Linked DNA regions of Mus musculus: all the other regions are linked to region 4. Evidence: chromatin contacts called from public promoter capture Hi-C data. All regions are on one chromosome and are shown on one strand. The core of a region is the stretch at or near the end of the contact, and the rest is flanking DNA. Distances in the headings are between cores, read along the strand shown. Region 1 holds the start of Tti1 (TELO2 interacting protein 1). Region 2 holds the start of Vstm2l (V-set and transmembrane domain containing 2-like). Region 3 holds the start of Itch (itchy, E3 ubiquitin protein ligase). Region 4 holds the start of 4930405A21Rik (RIKEN cDNA 4930405A21 gene). Region 5 holds the start of Ahcy (S-adenosylhomocysteine hydrolase).

What was found. Promoter capture Hi-C pulls out the DNA fragments that hold promoters and counts their contacts. Capture Hi-C pulls out chosen DNA fragments and counts their contacts.
Region 1: a contact with region 4 is called in a promoter capture Hi-C map of liver, with 5 times the contacts expected there. The contact joins the promoter of Tti1 here to the promoter of 4930405A21Rik in region 4.
Region 2: a contact with region 4 is called in a promoter capture Hi-C map of liver, with 4 times the contacts expected there. The contact joins the promoter of Vstm2l here to the promoter of 4930405A21Rik in region 4. A contact is called at or near these places in 2 of 39 promoter capture datasets (both in liver).
Region 3: a contact with region 4 is called in a promoter capture Hi-C map of pre-B cells, with 4 times the contacts expected there. The contact joins the promoter of Itch here to the promoter of 4930405A21Rik in region 4. A contact is called at or near these places in 2 of 39 promoter capture datasets (liver and pre-B cells).
Region 5: a promoter capture Hi-C map of liver shows a contact between it and region 4, with 3 times the contacts expected there. The contact joins the promoter of Ahcy here to the promoter of 4930405A21Rik in region 4. A contact is called at or near these places in 1 of 39 promoter capture datasets (liver) and 1 of 9 other capture datasets (liver).

Annotation. Positions count from the first base shown.
Region 1 is chr2:158,027,091-158,029,790 of GRCm38.p6, reverse strand. Tti1 (TELO2 interacting protein 1) reads left to right here and starts at 1,357. Exons shown (of 8, transcript NM_029282.2): 1 at 1,357-1,417. Rprd1b (regulation of nuclear pre-mRNA domain containing 1B) reads right to left here and starts at 1,294. Exons shown (of 7, transcript NM_001291134.1): 1 at 746-1,294. The coding sequence starts at 896.
Region 2 is chr2:157,913,238-157,915,937 of GRCm38.p6, reverse strand. It overlaps Vstm2l (V-set and transmembrane domain containing 2-like), which reads right to left and starts at 1,285. Exons shown (of 4, transcript NM_198627.2): 1 at 1,007-1,285. The coding sequence starts at 1,127.
Region 3 is chr2:155,132,222-155,134,921 of GRCm38.p6, reverse strand. It overlaps Itch (itchy, E3 ubiquitin protein ligase), which reads right to left and starts at 1,441. Exons shown (of 25, transcript NM_008395.3): 1 at 1,337-1,441.
Region 4 is chr2:156,719,526-156,722,225 of GRCm38.p6, reverse strand. 4930405A21Rik (RIKEN cDNA 4930405A21 gene) reads left to right here and starts at 1,317. Exons shown (of 4, transcript NR_040505.1): 1 at 1,317-1,520. All of the region lies in intron 7 of Dlgap4 (DLG associated protein 4), which reads right to left.
Region 5 is chr2:155,073,157-155,075,856 of GRCm38.p6, reverse strand. Ahcy (S-adenosylhomocysteine hydrolase) reads left to right here and starts at 1,360. Exons shown (of 10, transcript NM_016661.3): 1 at 1,360-1,492. The coding sequence starts at 1,465. It overlaps Gm39966 (a long non-coding RNA gene), which reads left to right and starts at 1,683. Exons shown (of 2, transcript XR_866885.2): 1 at 1,683-1,907; 2 at 2,151-2,700. It overlaps Gm45609 (a long non-coding RNA gene), which reads right to left and starts at 1,345. Exons shown (of 3, transcript XR_001783519.2): 1 at 1-1,345.

The sequences.
Region 1 (2,700 bases), core at 108-2,607, 1.3 Mb before region 4:
ATAACATAAACTACCATCATCTCCATTTTCTATATAAGGAATAAAGGACATAGAGGTTAAACTGTTGGGTTCAGTGACAGATAGACTTAACTTCCAGACAGTAGCCAGAAACAACTTGCATCCAACACCGGGCCTGGCAAGAAACAGGTAGCGCTCGGGGAATATCGTGAGAGTCTGAATTTAGTGGCAAGGGCAGAAGGCTACCCAATTTACCATCCTGTTCTCAAGTCTATGGATAGTAACTAACACGGAGTCAAGGCTTTGGAAGTACAGGTAAGTTTGTATCCGTTTTACAGATTAGAATACACCGGCACAAGGATATGAAGAAACGTTCCCAGGATCACTTAGCTAGAACACGTTTGCACCAGGTCTTAATGTGGGCAGTCTGACCAGAGACGGCTGGATCGTATTCCAATTGCCCAACACGGGGCTCCCAGCTCCAAACACAGCCACGATTTAAAACAAAAACAAAAACAACTGTCGTAAGGTGTGAGGGGGAAGCCTGATGAGGGAAGGAGCTGAGTAACTTCAAGTCTGGGCATTTGCGCCCTTGGAACTTCAGACGAATCTCCCATACCTTACCGGGCCTCAGTTTCCCTCTCCAAGTCATAAAATAACACCGTTTCCAACCTCAGACCCTCCATCAGAGCCCCAGGCCTGCAAAACAAGGCTTAAGAAGCCACAGGGCTGCGGGAGAGTGGATGAGGGAACACAGCCATGGGAGAGCCGGGGTGCGGGTGATCACCTTTGCGGAGCTCGCGGTGCCACACGGAGACGATGGGTCCTGCGTGCTTGCGGTGGTGGATGAGCCACAGGGAGAGGGTCTGCACGCTCTGCTGAGAGTTGCTCAGCTCTGAGAGCTTCTTTTCCAGCGCCGATTCTGAGAAGGAGGACATGGTGGCGGTGGTGGGGAGCAGCCCGGGCCGCCCGATGAGACGGGGAAAGCGACCGCACTCGGCCCAGGCCTCCGCTGACAGGCTGCAGGGCTCTCCGCCGACTGACAGACAGCTCGGGGTACCAGGTGGGGGGAGGGGACAGGTCTCCGCAGTAACAGCCGCCCGCGCCGCCGCCACAAGATGGCCACCCGACCTCTCACCCCGCCGCCACGGGGGTCAAAGGGCAAGGGCCACAGCCGGGCGCCGAGAGGCTTCGGAGCCGGAGGAAAACGATCCTTAGGAGGCGGCAGTATCCTTGGTCCCTGACTTCTAGCCGGCCAGGCCGAGGGAACAAATCCAGGTCCTCGAACACCGAAAATGCGCTTTAACCGCTCGCGCCCGCGCGCCGGCGCAGTGAGCCTCACCGGAACCCTTTTTCCCGCTCCGCAGAACCTTTCTGGCGCGGCGCGACGCACTACTTAGTCGTCATTTCCGCCTAGGGTGCAGGAGGCGGGAGAGTGAGGGAAAGACTGGAAGACGAGGTAAGAGTGGCGGGAGTGTAAGGGAGCCCAGCCGCTTAGGAGCGTCCAGAAACGAATCCTTAGGACACACTGAGGCAGGAAGCGCGGGAGCTGGGTGTGGGAAGGGCCGCGTCGCTTTGGTGGCTGGCCTAGGCCACACCTCCCTCCGTGCCTGGGCCCCTCTCCCCAGCGCTCCTCTAGTTCCTTTAAAGACACGAACTCTTGGCAGGGCTCCCCACTTTGGTTCCTGTTCTGACTTCCGAAGTGATACCCCTTTTCTCACCTGGTGGAACTGCGCCGTCTACTGACCTCTACTGAGTCTGGCCCCACACACACACAACTTTTTTTTTGGAGGGGTGTGATGGCTCCAAGTGCTTGCTATGCAAGAATGAGGATTTGTGTTCCCATCATTAAAAAGCCCAAGTTGGTGGGCCAGGTCTGTAACTTCAGTGTTCTGGGGCTGAGACAGGAAGATCGCCGGAGCTTGCTAGATGCCTGCTTAACTCCAGGTTCAGTGAAAGACTCAGTCTCAAAAGAATAAGCTGGAGAGTGATTGAGCGGGACACCTGACGTCCTCTGTGCGTGCACCCCCCCCCCAACACACATACCTACAACTCCCTGACGTTGTTGAACTTATTAGATGTGAGTCCCCTCCCAGCCTAAAAGACATTCCTATAGTTGATGCCTGGTTTTCTTAACTTCTCTGTCCCTAATATACATGCTTTGACCCTTCTTCACCTGGAGTGCATCATGATCATAGCTAGTGTAGTTGAGAAGTTTCTATGTGCTAGACACTTTTCAAAGCTATGAGGTAAGTGTTATCGTCTCACGGTTTAACAACTGAGGAAACAGGTTACAGAGGTGTGGTGATCACATAAGTTTCAAGCTCACAGAGCTAAGATCTGAATGAAGAGAGTGTATCTAAGTGTGTCCCAGCATCTGGAATCAAAGCTGAATTCATAGCTGATTGAATTAACGCACAAGTCAACACCTTATAATGATATAGGGAGGCAGAGGCAGGTGGTTCTCCTGAGGGTTCCAGGCCAGCTTGGTCTGTGCAGTAAATTCCAGACCAGCTTTTAAGACCCCACCTTACAAAAAAGCTCGGGCTTTTGAGACCTCATCTAAATAGTTGCTGAGTACTGAGTAACTCATGTTCTGAGTACCCTTTGTACTAAGTCTATGTATCCAGATGTTACTATTTTAAATGTCAGTCCTTAACAACAGTGCTCTGGCACGGGGATTGCTATCACCATTTGATAATGAGAACACATGAGATTCGAGTGAGTTACCTGTCCAGAGCT
Region 2 (2,700 bases), core at 36-2,535, 1.2 Mb before region 4:
GAAAGGCGCTTCAGACACTCGTGCAGGCAGCACTTGCTTTCTCCTTGCTCCCACAATGCTGGAGTTCAACATTTCAGTCCTCTAGGGGCAAGGTTGAGATGGGGTCCCCGAGATGGGGGTGTCCTGTAGGATTCAAGGGGTTCATGATCCCCCCAGGGACAAACACCCTACATTCCTCTTTACTCCTGGCCTCTAGCTGAAAGAATAGACCTCAACTACTCCAGTGTATCCCAGCTCTCCGTCCCTACCTTCTTATCCCCAGACTGTCCCTACCCCTGGATGCCACCCACCCACATGGATGGCAAAGGAAGCTGCCACCCAGGCTAGCAGGTCTTAAGCAACAGCATCTGGCGCCCCTCAGGACCATTCCCGGCCGTGGAAGGGATGGATCCTGATGAAGAGGATGCAGGAGCAGTTTCAGCGTTAAACCCACAAAGGAGAAAGGAATCGGGGCAGAGAGAAGTGGGTGGGCAAAGTGTGTGCACAAGTGCGTGCGTGCATGTGTATCCGTGTCTGCAGGCAGACAGGCAAGAGTTGTGGCGAAGCGAAGCGTGTGTGCCCGAGTGCCAGCTGGCAGGGTGAGCCACCAGCCAGTGTCTGATTCGTGTGCGTAGTGGGCACAAGTATATTTACCAGCGAGGAGAGGCTCAGAGGGGATGTGCAGAGTTGTGAGTGTGGGATGCAGTGAGCGTGGCTGAGTGTGTCCGCGGTTGGAGACATCTGTATGGTCGCAGAGGTGTGTGTATCCGTGTGAGTGTGTACGCGCGTGGAGGGGGTCTTCTGCGAGCTGGGGCCAGAGCGAGTGTGCTCTTGGGAACCCCTTCTCGCAGAGCTGGCCCCGATAGGAGACAGGGTGGGTCCCCAGTCCCAGCAGAGGGCGCCCCGGAACTCTGGGCCATAGCATCAGTCGGCGCAGGTTCGAGCACCGCGACCGCCAAGTTGGAGCGGCTGCGACCGGGGTGGGGTTCAGTGGGGGGAAGTCCGTGGGGGCTGCGCGCAAACTCACCGTGTCCGGAGACGTGGTTGTCCCAGGGCGCATGGCCTGCGGGTCGCGTGGCGCCGCCGAGTTGCAGGAAAAGTGCCAGGTAGTGGAGGGCGCCCAGCGCCGCGGCCAGCGGGGCCCCCATGCTGCGCGCTCCGGCCGGGGGCGCCGCCGCCTCACATCGGGGCTCCGCAGCCCGCAAAGCCCGCGCCCGCCGTACCCTGCCCGGCGCCGCCGCCGCCCTCTCCTGCTGGCCCCGGCCCGGCCCCGGCTGCAGGCAGCGAGCGCACGCCCAGCCCGCCGCCTCCGACTGCGGGACTCTTCGCTTGCGCGGAAGGCCACTCCGCGCCGCCGCGCACCCGCCCTCCCCCTCGCTCCCCGCCCTGAGCCGGCGGCGGCGGAGGGATCCGCAGCTTGATTTATCATCAAAGTTTTGCCCAGGCTGGGATTTTTAAAGCGGTACTCGCAACTGGCCTCCCGCGCGGGAGCGGGGGTGGGGCAGGCCCGGGGGTGGAAGGCCACCTGGGGACCTAACCCCCCGCAGGGCGGAACACTAGGGTGTTGGGAGTCGAAATCCGATCGTTGGGGATAAACATCCGACCTGCCACCAGACCCGTGCGCTGGAGGGGCCGCTCAACTTTGCCAGCTGGGTAGTGTTGGGGCCAGGGCCAGGCGAGGTGCAGGACAGGTGAATAGGGGTGGGGGGCGCACCCGGGATGAGACATAGGTGAACTAGTTTAAGATCTGGCAGCTTTGGGGTCCCCGTGTGATCACGCGTAGTTTCTCCTGTCCTCGAGTTCTTCGTCTGAAAAATGGGGACAGACGCCACCACCAGAAGCAGTGTGTGTCGGGGGTTGGGGGGGGGGGGGTCTTTGGAGTTAGGTGGGTAAAGTGGGGAACATCGTGGCGCCCACACAATGTAGTTATCATTGTGGTTCCTGTCTCTGGGACTCAGCAGTTAGTGGGGCTCCTAGCTTAGAGGTGTTGGGGTTCTACACAGTGAACTGGATCGCCCCCTTCTGGACTGTAAGGCTCTCCCTAGATGAAAGGTCTAGATGGAGTGTGTGTGTGTGTGTGTGTGTGTGTGTGTGTGTGTCTGTGTGTGTAAACCATGAAGACTCTTTCATTCCCAAGAGTGGCAGTCCAATTCTGATTCCTTCCTTGACTCTTTAACTGAGGCTTTTGTGACAGGAAAAGAGGGTTGGGGGGTTATTTTAAAGAAAAGCCTATTTCATAAGGCTGCCTTCTCCGAGGTCTTGAGAAGATCCGGAGCAAGGTTTCGGACCCCGGGAAGGATTCTTCCTACCCTCATTTCTCCTCTGCCTTCGCCGGCAGGCATTGTTTCAGCATTGCGGACAGCACCCTTTTCGTTTCATCCTTTAAGAACCGCGGACAGCGCCTCGGGGGTGATTAGATGCGAGGGTTCAGCACCGTGGACAGATCCCCGCTCCACACACACAGCACCGCAGGGATCCAGCTTCCAGCACGGCTCACAGTACCTAAAGTTTGAGAGATCTAAAAAGCGGAGTGACACACCGTGCTTGCTGTCTTTATTCTGTCTCCCTATGCCCCTTTCAGATATTATGGTGGATAGTATACTGTTGTCACCAGGATCAACTCAAGTTTCCCTCCCTGCTAGGTGTTGCATGTTAGAGGCACAGTTTCAGCACCACGGACAGCTCCTCTTCAGCATCAGCCAGCTGTGCAGAGGCTCTTTA
Region 3 (2,700 bases), core at 192-2,691, 1.6 Mb after region 4:
ATTTACTCTAGAATACAGTAAAAAGTATTAGGCACTTGCTTTTGGATTCATAGTATATATATCCTTGTTGACATCTGAAGTTTGAATTCCTGAACTCACACATACAAAGTATATTCACTGTTCAAAAGAAAATTTCAATCTTTTTTAAACCTGCAAAATTAAGCCTTAGGTAACCCTGTGATACACAAGGCTGAATCTCAAACTTGCCCCCAAAAGACTTTATTTCAGATGAGAACCAAGCCCTCTGCCAATCCTGGGAGTGAACATACACAGCCTTTACCTACTTTCTTAAGATAAGGATACAGGAGAACCACCCACTTAAGAGAATGATGATGGGTGGCTAGATGGTGTTCTGTCAACTGTGAAGAAGAAAACCTCCCTCTTCTCCCCACTGCCCCCTTTAGAACAAGTTCACTGCAGCTTAAAGAGGAACAGAAGTCTCAACAGGATTAGGATTCTAACACAGCCAAGAAAACAAGCGAGTGGGGAACTGTGAATTTGGGGTACTTTGCAAGTCACCTGGTCACATCTCTAACTTTAGGCCCAATGCCTACTTCGGGTGCACTGACCCTTATATATTTTTTTTCTCTCTTGAAGTTGCAGCCGGGAACTATGTCTCAAAACTCAAGTCTTCTATTTAAAAGTCCTGCCCTCATTGGGCTTCCACCTTTCAAATGCGCTCACCTCTACTTTTTTCTTTGCTCAAGAAAAGTACGCTCTCGGTAGAAAGGGCTGTGACAGCTCCACGTCTGCAAAAGTCGGTGGCGCCGGCCTGGGCCGGGACCACCATGAGTGGGGACAATGGAGGGAGGAGGGAAGTACAAGACAGAAGGGGAAGCAGTCACTGGGGAAGGTCCTCTGCGAGTGGGAGCTTGGAAAAGTCTCGGGGGGAGCCTGCCAGGTGGCAGGTGGGCCCGGCCGCCGCCCCTCAAAGGGCCACGTCGCGCGGGCGGGCCGCTGCCACCGGGCCCCGCGCGTAGGCCGGGCCGCGGGAGAGGAACCCCCGGGCGCGGCAGCGGGGCGCGGGGCTGGACCCTGCCCACGTCCGCCGCGGCTCGGCTCTCTCCCAACTTGGGGCTCGCGGGCCTACAGGCTCCGGACGCCTAGGCCAAGCACTAGCAGTTCGGCTCGACCTGCTGACCCACCCGCCACTCGGCTCGGGCCACCAGCCGGCTCTCCGGGCGCCCCCCACGGACACCGGCTGCGGGAAGAGCAGCCCCGGCTCTAGGTCCAGACTCGAGCGCCACACTCCTCTACCCTTCGCATTCCCCATGCCTTTTCATCCAAACTCCCTCCAAGCCACAGAAATGACCCCAGTCTGCCTGCGCGTGTTTACCGGGACTCGGGGCGGCGACGACTCCTCAGTCCCTCCGCTAAGATGGCAGCCGGTCCCGAGCCCCGACTACAGCGACTAGAGCTACTTCACACCTAGTGCGCAGGCGCGGCCTCCTCGGCGCAGTCCGGACTACAGGCCCCAGCAGGCCTTGCGCGCCAGCCTCCTAAATCATTTTTCCTCACCTCCAGGTGAAGTGGACACTAAGCCTTGCTCTCTACATCTCCAAGGCTTTTTTCTTTTCTTCCTTCCTTTCTCCTTTCCTTTCTCCCTTCTTTCCTTTCTTCTTTCGTTCCTTCCTTTTGACCCCTTCTTCCCCGCCAGGACCTCTAAAGACTGTTACCAAATGCTAGCGTGTCTCAGAATCACTTGAACAGCTTTTAAAAACAGACTGCTGAGCTCCACCGCCAGTTTCTGACTCAGTAGATCTGGGATGGAATAGGGGTTGCTTTATAATCTGCATTTTTATCAAGTTCTCTCCTGATACTCCTAACAGCAGGAATCACAATTTATGAAGCACTGTGCCGGTTCTATCCTTCTGGAGTTACACTGTTTGGGTTCAAATTCTCCTTTCTCCACCTTTTGACAGGAAGTTCTTAGGAGGGTGACAGCTTGACAGCGCCAAGGCGGCATGAGTTATAAAAACTGAAAAGCATACTTCTAAACGTTTACAACAAAACTATGTGAAAGATGCCATTGGTTACCTTTTCAGATGCTTAAATTAAACTTCTTAACCCAGGCAAAACACATCTAATCCTACCGAATTAATAGGCTGTGCAGTGGTAATAATAGAGGCACGTGATAATTAGCAAACTTTGCTATTATTGTTTATCCTGTTTCCTCGTAAGGAAACTATCTAGAAAGTCACTTAAACTTTTCGAAATACCTTTGAAACTACCATATTATGAATTATGTGCTGAGTTTATTAAACAAAAAAGATTCTGAGTTGGGAGGATGGTTCAGTGGGTAAAGGCTCTTGCCATGCAAGCACAAGGATGTTTGAAACCCCAGCATTCATATAAAAGCTGGCACCAACGGACCCCTAACAGTGGTGGGCAGACATAGGAGCTCCCTAGTCAACGCCCTAGACCACACAGCAAGCTTCAGGTTCCATTAGAAGACAGAGACAAATGGATCTCTGTGGGTTCAAGGCTAGCCATGTCCAAATATCTTGAGAGTTCTAGACCAACCGAGGTTACGTGGTGAAACCCTGGGTTTGGGTTTTTGGGATTTTGTTTTTGTTTTTTAGTTTTGGTTTGGTGTGTTTAAGTATTTAAAAGTTCTTCTGCACTTCCAGCCAATGTTTGCCACATTAGGGATTAAGCTGTAAGAGTTGGCTCAAGATGTAACTCACTAGTAGATACTTA
Region 4 (2,700 bases), core at 68-2,567:
AGGCCCCACAGCCTCATTACCCCAGCGCCAGCCCCTGCCCCAGCGCCAACCCCATGGAGCCTCTGCCGCGGCCAGCCTGCGGGATGACTCCGCCCGGCCCGACCCGGACACCCCACCACTCACATTGCTTCAAGAGCTCCAGACACAAAGCCATGAGGGCCGGATGGGGGTCAGAGACCCAGAGACCCGGCAGAGACAGAAAAGGGAGAGGGAGTGACAAGGAGCAGAGAAAAGGGGCGACAGGGGATCGGGCAGAGAAGCAAAGGAGCAAGAGCCCCGGGCAGAGAAGGCTGAGGCAGGCGTTAGAGACAGCAATGAGACCACCGACACAGACGCGTGAAAGAAGCAGGGAGAGCAAGGGGGGTGGGGGGGACCGGGTCCAGAGAAGTGGGACGCTCGGAGAACAAGGAGAGACAGTGACAGCGACAGCGGACAAATCCAGGAAAGGCAGAGGTTCTTAAGTTAGGGAGCTGGGGAGACACTGGGGGTTCAAGGAGACCACTAAGGGATGTAAAAGGTTCTGATAGCTATGGGAGGCTCCGGAGAAGTGGGAAACCCTCCGGGAAATGCGGACTAGGTGGAGATAACCCCCAGGAAATCAGGGGCACATGCATCAAGAAGGACCCTCAAGATGTGTGGTAAGCTCAGGAAAGGCCTGGGGGAGTGGAGTGTGTTCTGAAGGAGAGGCCCCAAAAGATCTAGGGAGTCCAGAAGAATGGGGGTGCCAGAACCCGTGGCTGTAAGAGAGGAGAGGAGCGCTGGGAGAGGGGACCCGAGATCCTGGAGCGAGGGAGGGGCCGAGAGCGCGAGAGCAGAGACAAAGAGACAGCGAGCTAGGGAGAGACAAAGCGGGCTCAGCGGAGACACGGGCCCGAGGGCCAGTGGCCCGACAGAAGGACGGAAGCGCGGGCGAGCGGGCGGACGGACAGACGGACAGACGGGAAGACGGGGCAGGGCAGGGCCGGGCGGAGGCGGCGCCCGTCTCCTCGCGGGGCCGCGGCTGCTCCGGGTGGCGCTGGGCGGGCCCCGGGCGTCCGGGCTGAGGAGGCGGCGGCGGCGGCGGCGACGACGTGGGTCGGACAGACGGACGGAGTGACGGATGGACTGGCGGCAGCTGCGGCCAGCGGCGGGCACTCACCCTCCTCCCTCACGCGGCCCGGCCCGAGGCTCCGGTTTTGTACGCCCGAGAGGCGGGGCCTCCGGGTTAAAGCCCCGCGCCGGCCCCGCCCCTCGCGTCAGCCGCGCGCGCGTCGCCCGGGATTCCGGGGCCGCCAGGGGGCGCGCGCAAGCGGGACACAGCGCAAGCGCGCACGCGTACCGCGCGGCCCACGCCCTGGCCGGCCGGTCTTGAAAGGGAGTGCGCGCCCGCGCCAACTCGCGCATGCCCGAGTGAGGGGCTCCGCCCTCTCGAACCGCCCCGCCAAACCGGTTCCAGCTGGAACGCAATGCGTGGTCTGTACGGGAGTTGGAGTGGCCGTCCGTCCCTGCGGGCTCACCCTGGTGGCGACGCCTCGCTGTAGGTAGGGAAACTGAGGCTGAGGAGAGAGCCCACCGTGGGCTTTCTGTCCCGCACGCGGGTCCTAGCTACTCAGCCGCGCAGTTTCTAGTTGCCTCTTTGCCTCATCCCTTGCTGTGCTCCCAAGGGTCCTAAGGACGGGTTCAGTATCCCACTTGTGTGACCTTAGGTTAGATGCTTAACCTTTCTGTGCCTCTGTAAAATGTGACAACCGAGTGAGCCCCCTCCCCGCCCACAGACTGACAGTCCATTTACAGAAGGTTCTGCCAAGCACAGATCTTTGCTGCCTGGCAAGCCCGCTGGTTGCCTGCTTTCTGTACTGGGATCTGACAGAGGACTGTGGGAAATGAAGAAGGTAACACTGTTTCCAGTCTACCTTTTGCATTAAGACACAATAATGGCAAAAGCAACAAACTTACTTGATGCCAGCACTGTGCTAAGCACTCTAAAAGCAGGAGTTGGCTACACCATGCTATTCAGTTTCATTTGCTTTAGGTGAAAATACAAAGTAAATTCTTGAATGGCTATGACACCTCATGTGTTGCTGTGTCCTTTCGATTCAGTAACACTTCTTGCATAACCTTGGGCAAGTCCCCCTTTCTCTTTGGGATTCCCCAGTGCTGAGTATCCCCTGGAGAGAAACCAGGCAGAGACAGAATTTTCACCAGCAAGTCTTTGACCCTTTGATCCAGCTCACTCTCTTGAACAGAAGAACTAACTCACTGGCAGCTTCAATTTGGACTTCACCAAGTCTGAGACCTTGGTCCTAGAGGAATGTCAGCACCCTTCTCTGTTGGTCACCCCCCTCCCAGCCCCCCGCCTCAGGTCCTGTAAGGTGTGTATGGGGACGATTTTGTGACTGACTGAGTCCTTGCCCAAGTCAGGCTAGCATAGAGGAGCAGTTGGCTGACCCAGGCCTGAGGTGTAACACTGGCACATAGGCCTCAGACCCTCCTGCATGAGCCTGGGCTTCTAGGAGAGGGTAAAGGGTCCTTTCCAGATAGACTGGCAGCTGGTTTCCCCTTTGGGTCACCATTTTGGTAAATCCCTTGAAAACTTGAAGCCGGGCGTGGTGGTGCACGCCTTTAATCCCAGCACTTGGGAGGCAGAGGTAGGCGGATTTCTGAGTTCGAGGCCAGCCTGGTCTACAGAGTGAGTGCCAGGACAGCCAGGACTATACAGAG
Region 5 (2,700 bases), core at 111-2,610, 1.6 Mb after region 4:
GGAGGAGCAGAAAGAACGTAAGAACTGGATGGAGGGGAGGAGGGTTGTGGACCCACACGGCATGGCCGTTGCAATCAGAACTCACAACTGCAGCTATTTGCCCAGGACCTGCACAACACTGGATCCCCAGCAACATTCAGTCATGGATGGGGGAGGTGTCCCGGGACATTGCTAAAATTCCCTCCTAGGAGACAGAAGCAAAATCTACACCTCCTCCCAAATAAACTGAGGTATGATTCTGCGGAAGATCCTTCTGGGGGAACCGGTGAGGTCAGTGAGCTTCCTGACAACGCATACACAGGTCAGGGGGTACTTACCAGATAGGGGTATGAATGATGCTTTTCCCCAAAGACCACAGCTGGAGACCACACCTCAACCAGCAGGGATGAGGGCCTCGCCAGTAGACGGGTAGCTGGAACCTACTTCCCTGACTACATACTCTAGTCCTTCCCTGAGGTCATGTTCAGTTTAGGCAGAATTGCATATAACAGGAGGTAGGGTGCAGCTGGACACCCAGGAGAAGGTCTTGTGACCCTCCTTGTTACTCCATGAGGAGACAGATAAGTCCAACGGAGGCCAACTTTTTACAAAGGGGCCAACTGAACTCCCCAGAGATGGTATATGCACACAACATGGGGCCTGGTTTCCTTCCTGAAAGCTAGCCGCTGAGAGCCGCTGAGAGAGAAGTCATACTCTTCAGGTGTATAGTCATTGGTGAGTTATCTATGCTCCTGCGGATAGCTCCGCAGTCATTTCCATGTGAGCAGCCTGTGAATCACCAAGAAAGACTACCGAATGAGAAGGTGTTGAGGAGGGGGTGGGGGCGAGCAAGGAAAGGCAAACAGAGGGAGGAGAGAGTGACACAATTGCAACCGGTGATTTTTCTTTCTTTGTTTTTGAGATAGGGCCTCACTCTGTAGCCTCGGTTGGCCTGGAACTAATTAGCGATAGAGCAGACTGGCCTCGAATTTGTGACAAATCTCCTGGCTCTGGCTCCAGAGCGGGAGATTTCAGACACTGTCTCCAGAGTGGGGATTCACAGGCACATACCACTAGGCCCAGCTCTTTACTTTGATCTTGCAAGAGTTTTACAATTGAAGCAGTTAAGGCTCAGGTTAGTAAATTGGCTAGAGTCTAAGAATTCTGCCTTGTTTTGACCTCTGATTCACTGGCTGGACGGATGGGAGAAGAACCGCCTCTCTCCACGCTCCCTCCTAGTCGAGTGCCAGGGGTCCAAAGGCCACAGTGCACAAAATTTATGATTTTTGAGGCAGAGATCAGCCTTGCTCCCGCTCCGCTCAACGCCTCGAGCTAGGCTCCGCCCCTAAGTTTCAGCCCCCAGCAGGTTCATGAATATTCAAATAAGAAGATATTTAAAGACGCCGGCGCCAGGCGTAGATCCCTGCCCCGCGCCGCCCGGCCCCCTTCACTGAGTTCATCAGTCCTAGCGGAAGCGCCGCCAGCATGTCTGATAAACTGCCCTACAAAGTCGGTGAGTCCCAAGGGTTCAGTCCTCCGTGGCGACTCGGCTCCCGTCCTGGGTTTGTTGTCAGTACCGACCTGCGTCTTGTTTAGGTGGCGGCTTCGGGGCGCCCCGGGACCCCTAGAATCGCTGGCCTGGCCGCGCAGGTGCCCGGGGATTGGAGTCCACACGCCGCCGAGAGCCAGGAGTGGGAAACGGCCGCGGACTACAAGTCCCGGCGTGCCCCGCGGTAGGCGCCCAGAGCGGCAGCGCGGGCTGTGATCTTTGGTCGGGCAGCGTGCTCCTGTCGGAGAGACTGGCCATTGGGAAGCGGCCCTAGAGGCCCAGACCCTGGCCCTGGCGTTTGGCGGCTTGGGTGGCCCCTAGCAAGGGCCCACCGTCTTCTGGGCCTTGAGCAGGGCCGGAGAGAGCATCAGTGTTCTAGGTGCTAATGAGGAGAGGCCTGGAAACGGCTAGTCTCGGTGCAACGGGAACTTAGGGTCCCATCTGCTCAATCTCTGGGATATCTAGTGGATGTCTAGAAAATTTGGAGTGGTTAGAAATTACTGTTCGTTTTGTCCCGATTATAGAAAGCTGTCTGAGTAAACACACCTTAACTTGAGCGTTTACAGTGGGATGGGCACTGCCTTATAGCATTATTCTAGACTAACCCGTCTTATTATTGTAGCTCTCCATGGAAGGAACGGTTTTATGTTTACAATGAATATCCAGAGGTATAAAGGGCATTTTCCCAGAATCTTGTAACTGGAAAGCAGCTGGTTAGAATTTGGACTCAGGACATCATGACCTCTAAGCTCATCTCTTCCACTGCTGTCTGTATACAAGGCAATACACTTGAAACAACCCTAATGGAATTTCAACACAATCCAATTCAAACTGTGCCTAGTGACACAAGCTTGTAATCCCAGCCCTGCTATCACTACTGAGGCCAAGGAATCGATCAGCTCATTTCAGAGGTCAGCCTGGGCATACAGTGAATTCCAGACCAACCTGGACAAGATGGGGAGACCCTATCAAAACAAAACTACAAACCAAACAAACAGAAAAACAAAGCAATTCAGGCTGGTTAGCTTTTAAAATAATTTCAATACTCTATTAAATTGGAAAGGGTCCTCAAAGGGAGATGAATGCTATCCCATTACACAGGAACCTAGGGAAGTGGCTTTGCAAATTCTTATTAAGATAGTTAATCAGCCAGCAGGGCAGTTTATTGTCTC